2 separate regions of the Gossypium arboreum genome follow, and region 1 is linked to region 2. The links are chromatin contacts, called in public Hi-C maps. All regions are on one chromosome and are shown on one strand. Each heading gives the region's core, a stretch centred on a gene start, on an enhancer-like site or on the middle of the called end of the contact. The rest is flanking DNA. Distances are from core to core; before and after follow the strand shown.

Evidence for each region. Hi-C and Micro-C count contacts between places; a contact is called where the count stands out from the background.
Region 1: a Hi-C map of leaf shows a contact between it and region 2, with 2.5 times the contacts expected there. The contact joins the promoter of LOC108464496 here to the promoter of LOC108464503 in region 2. A contact is called at or near these places in 2 of 5 Hi-C or Micro-C datasets (both in leaf).

Annotation. Positions count from the first base shown.
Region 1 is chr13:10,297,714-10,301,737 of ASM2569848v2, reverse strand. LOC108464496 reads right to left here and starts at 2,524. Exons shown (of 1, transcript XM_017764829.2): 1 at 759-2,524. The coding sequence starts at 2,371. The coding sequence ends at 1,073.
Region 2 is chr13:10,108,886-10,113,179 of ASM2569848v2, reverse strand. It overlaps LOC108464503 (pyruvate kinase, cytosolic isozyme-like), which reads left to right and starts at 2,080. Exons shown (of 4, transcript XM_017764840.2): 1 at 2,080-2,175; 2 at 2,450-2,741; 3 at 3,999-4,294. The coding sequence starts at 2,484.

The DNA of each region.
Region 1 (4,024 bases), core at 1,275-3,774, 190 kb before region 2:
ATTTCGGGTTTTGATTAATTTTAAGGTTTGAGCATGAGTTGAATTAAATTCGTTTATTAATTTTTATATTCAAATCTAAATTGAAATTTGATTAAATTCGTTAAGCTTGAGCTTATCCCGTATATTAGCTCTTTCTATATAGTAAGACAAAAAATAAAAAATAAAAATTTCATAGCATAAAAATATATTAAAGTAAAAAGTCAAACTTCACTCGAGCCATTCGATTTGAGTATTACGATTTGAAAAATACCATATCAAATTCATTTTCTACCCAAATAACTTGCTATTACTTATATTTTATTTACGCTAATAACTAATTACATTTACAAATTACTATCACTTGAAAAACAAATAAAAGAGAAATGGTTGTATTCTTAGAATTTGAAGAAGAGATTGTTAATTAATGTTTGGTTTTGGTCTCAAATTTTAGATTTGATTAAGATATAATTTATCGTTTTGCTTGGATATTTCATTAGTTAATTCAAATGCGTCACATGTTCAATTATTTTTATTAAAACTTTATTTATTTTAATACATTATTAAATGTTTAATGATTTAATTAAACAATTTTTTGTTTCTAAAAATCAAACTGGCGAAAACTGAAAGATATGAAGCTGCTTTTTTGGCCTTAATTATAATTTGTTTTCTTAAGCACCAAAGCTATATTATATAAGAAACTTTAATACAGAGGATGAAGGAGGTCAGAGGATTTAATTAAGGGATCAAAACACAAATTCCAAAAGTTCCCAACAAGCATATTGACAAATTAAATAAGTTTATAAGATACTTCCAATACATGCAGGGTTTGATTATCAGTATGATTTTGACAGGCCATAACTTGGAACATATATAGCAGAAAATGCATAGAACAAAGAGGAAATAAGCTAATGGAAGTGATATTACTTGTAACAAGGCCTAAATTGAAGATACCCCCAGAACTTTGTGACCAAACCCACATAAACTAATTACAACTTTCAATACATGCAGAGTTATAATTAGTATTATTTTTGGCAGGGGATCATATTCCGGAAAATGCATGGAACAAAGATGAAACAAGCTAATGGAACTGATATTACTTAACAAGGCCTAAATTGAGGACACCCCATGAAGTTTGTGGCCAAGATTGCTCTTTAGCTTTCATCAACAGAACCCTTCCCCAAGCAATCCATCCTTCCCAAGACATCCTTTTATCCCATGGACTGCTCCATTCGAGCATCAAAATCAACCCTTTTTCGGCCTCTTTTTCAGCTTCCTCAAACCTTCCTTTGGTCAAATAAACCTGAGCCAACACCACATGTGGTTCACCCACAAAAGGGTTCTTCTCAATGCTGCCTACTAACAATTCCTCAGCTCTCTCTTGCCCTCCTTTTGAATCATCACAAACAGCTTCCCAATACAAGTCCCTTGCCTCTATTTGCTCTTTTGCACCTAACACCTTACTGCAGTGCTCTAAAACTGGTGGCACAACAAGCTCAATGTCTTCATCTCTGTCAGTTTCAACCTCAATGCCACTTACCCTTTTCCTTTGTTCAACAAAAATCTCTTCCTCTCTCAGTATTAAACTATATATTGCCCCCATTCTCGATATTGAATTCAACCACAGCCCTGGTTTGCCATTCCCAGGCCATAAAGCAACGTTGTTGTTGCCCACGAATTCGAGCCTACCATCGAAGTTTTCAAACAGAACATCCTGGAATCCATAAAGCTGGTCACTGAAATCTGCCATGGTCATCATGAGGAAAATAGCCAACACCCTTCGAGACACCAACACGTCCTCGCCGGTCTTTATGTGCTTCACTGTAAGCCCATTTTCAGGCACCAGTCCGCGTATCTTATTCCTCCAAGCGTCGTCTTCATTAAAAACGCCCTTTTCTTTGGCGTTCTTCAACGAAACCTCGGAGGCCGCAAGGTGTTCGACGATTTCCGAATCCGTATACTTGAACAAAAGGTCATCGTGGATCAAAGGTTGCCTAGGGACGACGCAGAACAAATGGATTAAACGCTCTGCGGCGTCGCCGACGTGGCCTCGAACGACGTCGCGGCCGGTTGAAGGGTCGAATATGGCGAGGTTGACGTAAGAGTTGGAGTAAGCAGAGTGGAAAAGACCGCAAAGGCAAACGGAGTCTTGCGCCTTCCATATTTTGAGAATCCGATAAATATCGACCAGATGCTCTAAAAAGCTGCCGTGCTTGTGCCAACACTCGCCGGCACCAACGGAACGCAAGACGGCGACCAAATTAGGCAAGTTTTTGTCGACATGTTGAAGCTCGCCACGAAGGAAGGGACGTGAGGAGGCTAACAGGGCTTGAAGGACGTGGTGAGTGGTGGGATGAGATGGTGTCGGTGGGGTTGCCGATGAAGTTGATGGCATGGTGATAGAGTTTCTAATCTTTAGGAAACTGAGTCTAGAGATGAAATAGTGATATGGGGGAAGTGACGTGAAAGAGTTGAATTCTACTTTTTCTATGTTTTTGTTTGGATTAGTAGTTGCCAGAGATACCGCACCATCTTAAAAATGGCATCCGTTCAGGGAGAGAGTTTATGAAATTCGGATTAATTTAGTCTTTATATTTAAAAAAAAATATTAATATTAACTATTTAAAAATATCATTTAAATATTTTTAAAGCTTTTATGATTTTATAAATGAAATCTTTTATTTAGAATTGAAATGTAATTGACAAAAATTTATATAGTTAATGTTAACTCTAAGTCCTTATACTTTTAAATTTTAAAATTTTAATCTTGACGCAAATGATAATCCTTAGATTTTTAGTGACAAATATATGGAAATAAGAAGCTAACATAACATTACACTTATGATCATATGTTTACCATATCATGTTTTGGAAATAAAAGAACGTAACAAATTTAATAACTATCGATTTGTGAGAGCTAGAATTTTAAATTTTGAGAAGTACGGGGACTAAAAATGATCAAATAAAAGTACAAAGATTAAATCTACAATTTTCGTAAAGTACCAAGACTAATAGCATAATTTAACTTATTATTTAAATAGATTTAGAATATAGGCTTAATCCACAAATTGATATTTAAACTATGTCCTATTTCGCATATTGGTATCTAAACTTTTTTTTTGTCACAAGTGATAGCTAAACTTTTTTTTTATCAAATCGGTACCTTCATTAGTCAAACTGTTAGTCAAATCATTAAATCTAATTTTTTTTTAAAAAAGGCTTAACCTACTGATTAGTACCTAAATAAAACTCTTTTTCCCAAGTTGGTACTAAAACTTTTTTTTGTCACAATTGGTATTTAAGCTATACTTTCGTTACCCATTTTACATCAAAATGTTATTTTGAATTCTTTCATTTTCCTTTATTATTTTGTCCATATTTCTTCGTTATTCATTTGTTATATTTAGCAATTCAACAATATATGAAATTTGCCCACCCAATGTCGAAACGCTGACGATTAATTTGTTTTCAAACTTCACTGCCTATTTGTTCGACTTGTTAGATTCTTTCATTGATCAAAACTAGTGTTTTTAAAACCAGATTTGATCTTTTGTTGGATTGAGAATTGATCCGGAGATAAGGGTTGAATCGACTGACTTGCGAACAAATATAAATCAGTTGAACTAAGCTAAAAAAATAGTTGAACTGGTTGAACATATTCTCTATTTTTTAATTTTTTAAATTTGATGAATTTTATAATATTTTTAATAATATAAGGAAAATAATATATTTTTTCTTTTTGCTACATGATAATTTTTAATTGGTTATATTTTTAAAATAGATTTAACAGTTTACCTAAAGACAAATGTATCAACTTGGAGGGAATAGTTTAGGTATTACTCGTGATAAAAAAAATGTTTAGTTACCAAAATGAGAAAATGAAATAGTCTAGGTACCAATTTATGAGTTAAGCCTTTTTTTGAAAAAAATAGACTTAATAGTTTGATTAATTGTTTGACTAACAGATGTACCAACTTAAAAAAAAAGTAATTTAAATACCACTTATGACAGAAAAATTTTAAGCACCAAAATAGGAAAAATGTCAAAG
Region 2 (4,294 bases), core at 831-3,330:
ATTTTTTGAGGTCCATAGTTGTCCCTCTCAATGATATTACTTTTAGAGTTTGTTCTCTCCTATAAAAATGTATCGTGCTTACATCAATTTAAAATTTTAAAACATTTTTAAAATGGAGTTTATCATATAGGAAAGCACAACTAATTTAAGTTGCCATAATTGAATTTTTTGGGGATTAAATTGTTTGAACATTGATTTTATAATTTTAAATATTCTAAGTACCAAAATTTTCTAAGTATATTTTAAAACTACTACTGTCTAGCTTTCAAAATATACTCTTTTTTTTAAAAAATTATCTATTATAAATTTAAATTAATTAGAAGTCAAAGTTTGAAATTTGACTTATATTATTTTAAAACTACCACATTCTAAGTTTTTAAATATTTTTATTTATTGTAAAATTAAAAATATTAACCACTAAAAGTCAAAATAAACTATCCTATGTACCAAATATCTACCTGTTGATATATATATTTATAAGTTTTCTTGCAAGAAATATATTTAAATGTTGTATTTTTAGTTTTATATGAGGAATAATTTTATGAAAAACACAATCACAATAAAATCAAAATATATCTAAAAGAATTTAATATAAAATACTAAATTCACACGTGACTTAAATATGAGGCTGCGGACATTGTTGTCCTTCCGAATTTCAACACGTGTTTATTTAGGCTTTTATAATATAAAAATATTCTGTTTTTATAAGTTGGAATTTTTTTAAAATTTCAAAAATATATTTAAGTGTTAATCTTATTACAATTATTTTATTAAATTTATTGGTGTAATATTTTGAAATATATTTTTATTTGATAAAAAATAACAAAATTAATAATAATTGTAATGCATCTAAATATAACAGAAAAATTTTAATGATGTTAATAATTGAACTTATATTTTTAATCTGTAAAATAAATGAATTAAATTTTAAAGATGCAAAATTACATAAAATTAAAATATATTTTAATGTAAAAAGATGTTAAGTCATGATTTATCTCTTAGACTACATTATTTGTTATTTTGATATTTAATTTTTTATCATATTAAATTATCATTTTCATTCGAATATACTTAAAATAGAAAAAATAACAATAAAATGTGACATGTTTTACATATTTATTAAATGCCAATAATTTGAAAGTAAAACGATATGTAAGGGAAAAAAAATAAGAGAAGGGATAAATTGTTTGTTTAGCCTTAAAAAAGTTGAAATGAGTAGAGATTATTTGAGAGCAAAACTGGGATAAATTACTAAGATTATTGTAGTTGGAAATATGGGAAAAAGTAAAAATAAAAACAAAAACAAAGAAAAAAGCTAAAAGCGAAGTAAATCTTTGGGGGAGGAATGAATAATACAAGAGTGTAGTTTGAGCCTTTGCCCACACAAGAGGGACAAAAAGGAACCAAAAGGAAAACCCATCCACCGCATGTACGCACGCCTATCTACCCATCCCTCACCTTCCAATAAAACATTTTCTTTTTTGCTTTTATTATCTAAATGTAAAAGTTTGATAATTAAGATTATTCCAAGACATCACTTCAAATTTTTAAATGATTATATGGCAACACATCATTAATTTATATTTAAATATTGAAATAAATTTAATTAAAAAATATATTGATTAAAATATCTAAATTTGCAAGTTAAAATATTCACCACTCTAATTATAATTAGATTCTGAGTCTTGTTGTTTTAATTCAAATACCAATAATTCTACATCCAAAGATTTACAAAATCTCCAATGGGCCACCTACCACCACGTGTCCCTTACATTAATTTTTTTCCTTTTATATTGGTTTTATTAGTAAGTCGGCCTGCAAACTATATCCAATTTTCAATATCCATCCTTAAAAGTTTTTATTTTAACTATTAATTTTATTTCATTTAATAAAAAAAGAATCTACTACATACTATGCCACATTTCACATTCTTATTGGATAATATTGTTTTTAAAACTAGGACAAAATTGATAACCTGAAAACCACTTAAAAATTGTAAGGACTAATATGTAAAATTATGGTATAATTGAAGGGTTAAATTAGAAATACAACCTTTTACTTTTCAGTTTCTAAACTCCTCCTGCAGTCCTCTCTCATACTACAAAAAGCCACCACACCACCCACCACTCTCCTCACTGTTCTGTTCTTCAAAACTACTCTTTTTTGGCTTATAAGGTATAGTATCTCATTTCTCAATTTAACTCGACATAAAGCATTTTTATTTTTATTTTTTTGTTTGCTTGTAATTTGTTCATATGGTTTTATACATATATATGTATATATATATATCTTAAAAAACCATCTCTGTATTTACCTCATTTGATCTCTCTCACCAATCCTACCTTAACCCCATTCTGTTTATCTCAATGTTCCTTTTCTCTGGGTTTTCTTACCCAATCTTTTTCATTGATGACTTTTAATATTTTTTAATTGATAATGGGTGCAGCAGAGCAGATTTTTATTTTGAGCAAATCAAAAAGGAAATGGCGAATATAGACATTGATGGGATCTTGAAGGAGCTGCCAAATGATGGCCGTATCGCCAAAACCAAAATCGTTTGCACTCTGGGTCCGGCATCGCGATCGGTACCCATGATCGAGAAGCTGCTGAGGGCCGGCATGAACGTTGCTCGCTTCAATTTCTCCCATGGCAGCCATGAATATCACCAGGAGACCTTGAACAATCTCAGGGCTGCCATGCAAAGTACCGGCATCCTCTGCGCCGTCATGCTTGACACCAAGGTTCCCCTTTACCCCATCATTATCTCATAGTTTTATTACTTTCTTTTTTATCATTATTTGTGTATTTGAACGGGGATTAAAGGGTAGATTAGAGATAATAAAGAAATCAATTTTTGGGCCCAGAAATTCTCTACTTTTAGTAACCAAGCATTGCTTATATGGATATTTGTTTGTTAAAGTCCAAATGAAAGATAATGTGTCATTAGATACAAGGCACACTCTATTTAGGGTGAGTTCAGATCAGTTCAATAGGATTTTTTGAACTATCCATCATAATCCAATTCCTTTTATTTGGTTTTTTGTTTTTTCATACTAATTTTAGATTTTGGGTTCCTTGGACTCTTTTTTTTTTTTATATTATTTGTTAGTTTTTAAAATCTGCTAAAATTAAATTTTTCAAGTAAATAAAAAATCAATAAATCTAATATAGTTTTTAACATAATTTTTATATAGAATTTTTAAGTTATTTTAATTATTTTAAACCTAGAATGTTTATTTTAGATCATAAAAATTAAAGTTAATTATAAATTAATAAAATATAAAATTTGGTTCGGATAATTATGGTTTTTTTAACTTTTATTTAAAAATAGTCTAAACACCTTGGTTCCAATCAGTTTTTGATTTTTTTCCTTAGCCTTAAACTCTAGTTGCTTGAAACCCTTGTATATATATACAAGTTTTTTATTAGTAAATATGCATGATTTTTATGGCTTATATCTGCTGAATACTCCATAAGTATAAAATTTGATATTTTCCCTTTCTTACTGGTAAAGGTATGGTTAATGAAAAAAAGTGAAATCTAAAAGGAAAAATAAAGGTATATTCAATGAAGAAAAGTGAAATCTAAAAGAAATTAAGGCGAACTTCAATAAGTCGGGCTTTTTTTTATGCCTATCACCTTGCAAAAATGGGCGTCTAGGCGCACACAGTGTGCGCGGGATCGAATGGCCTTGGCCCGAAATGATTTGAAGCTGTTTTGTTTTCTAGCTAAGATGCAGGCTCGCCTAGGTGCAACCTTGATTGACTGGGATACGATCTGACCTCCAAGGATCCTCTAAATACATGAAAAAACTTAGAAAAATCTAACTATAACAGTGTAAGGCACATACACTTGAGTTTGAGTTCAAGTCCGAGTCCGAGTAACATAGGTCATAAGAATGTCTGGGTTTTCTTTTCTCTTTGTTCTCAGCTCTTCTAACTTCTATATTTTCCTTCTTTGAGATGGTAGTTTGTGTTTGATTTGCTCTGTTGTGGCAGGGTCCCGAAATTCGAACCGGATTCTTAAAGGATGGGAAACCTGTTCACCTTAAGGAGGGCCAAGAAATTACAATCACAACTGATTATGTTATCAAGGGGGATGGGAATATGATCTCAATGAGCTACAAAAAGTTGGCTGTTGATCTCAAACCCGGGAACACCATTTTGTGTGCAGACGGTACAATCACTCTAACGGTTTTAGAATGTGATCCTTCTGCTGGAACTGTGAGATGTCGCTGTGAGAATACTGCTATGATTGGTGAACGGAAAAATGTCAACCTTCCTGGTGTTGTGGT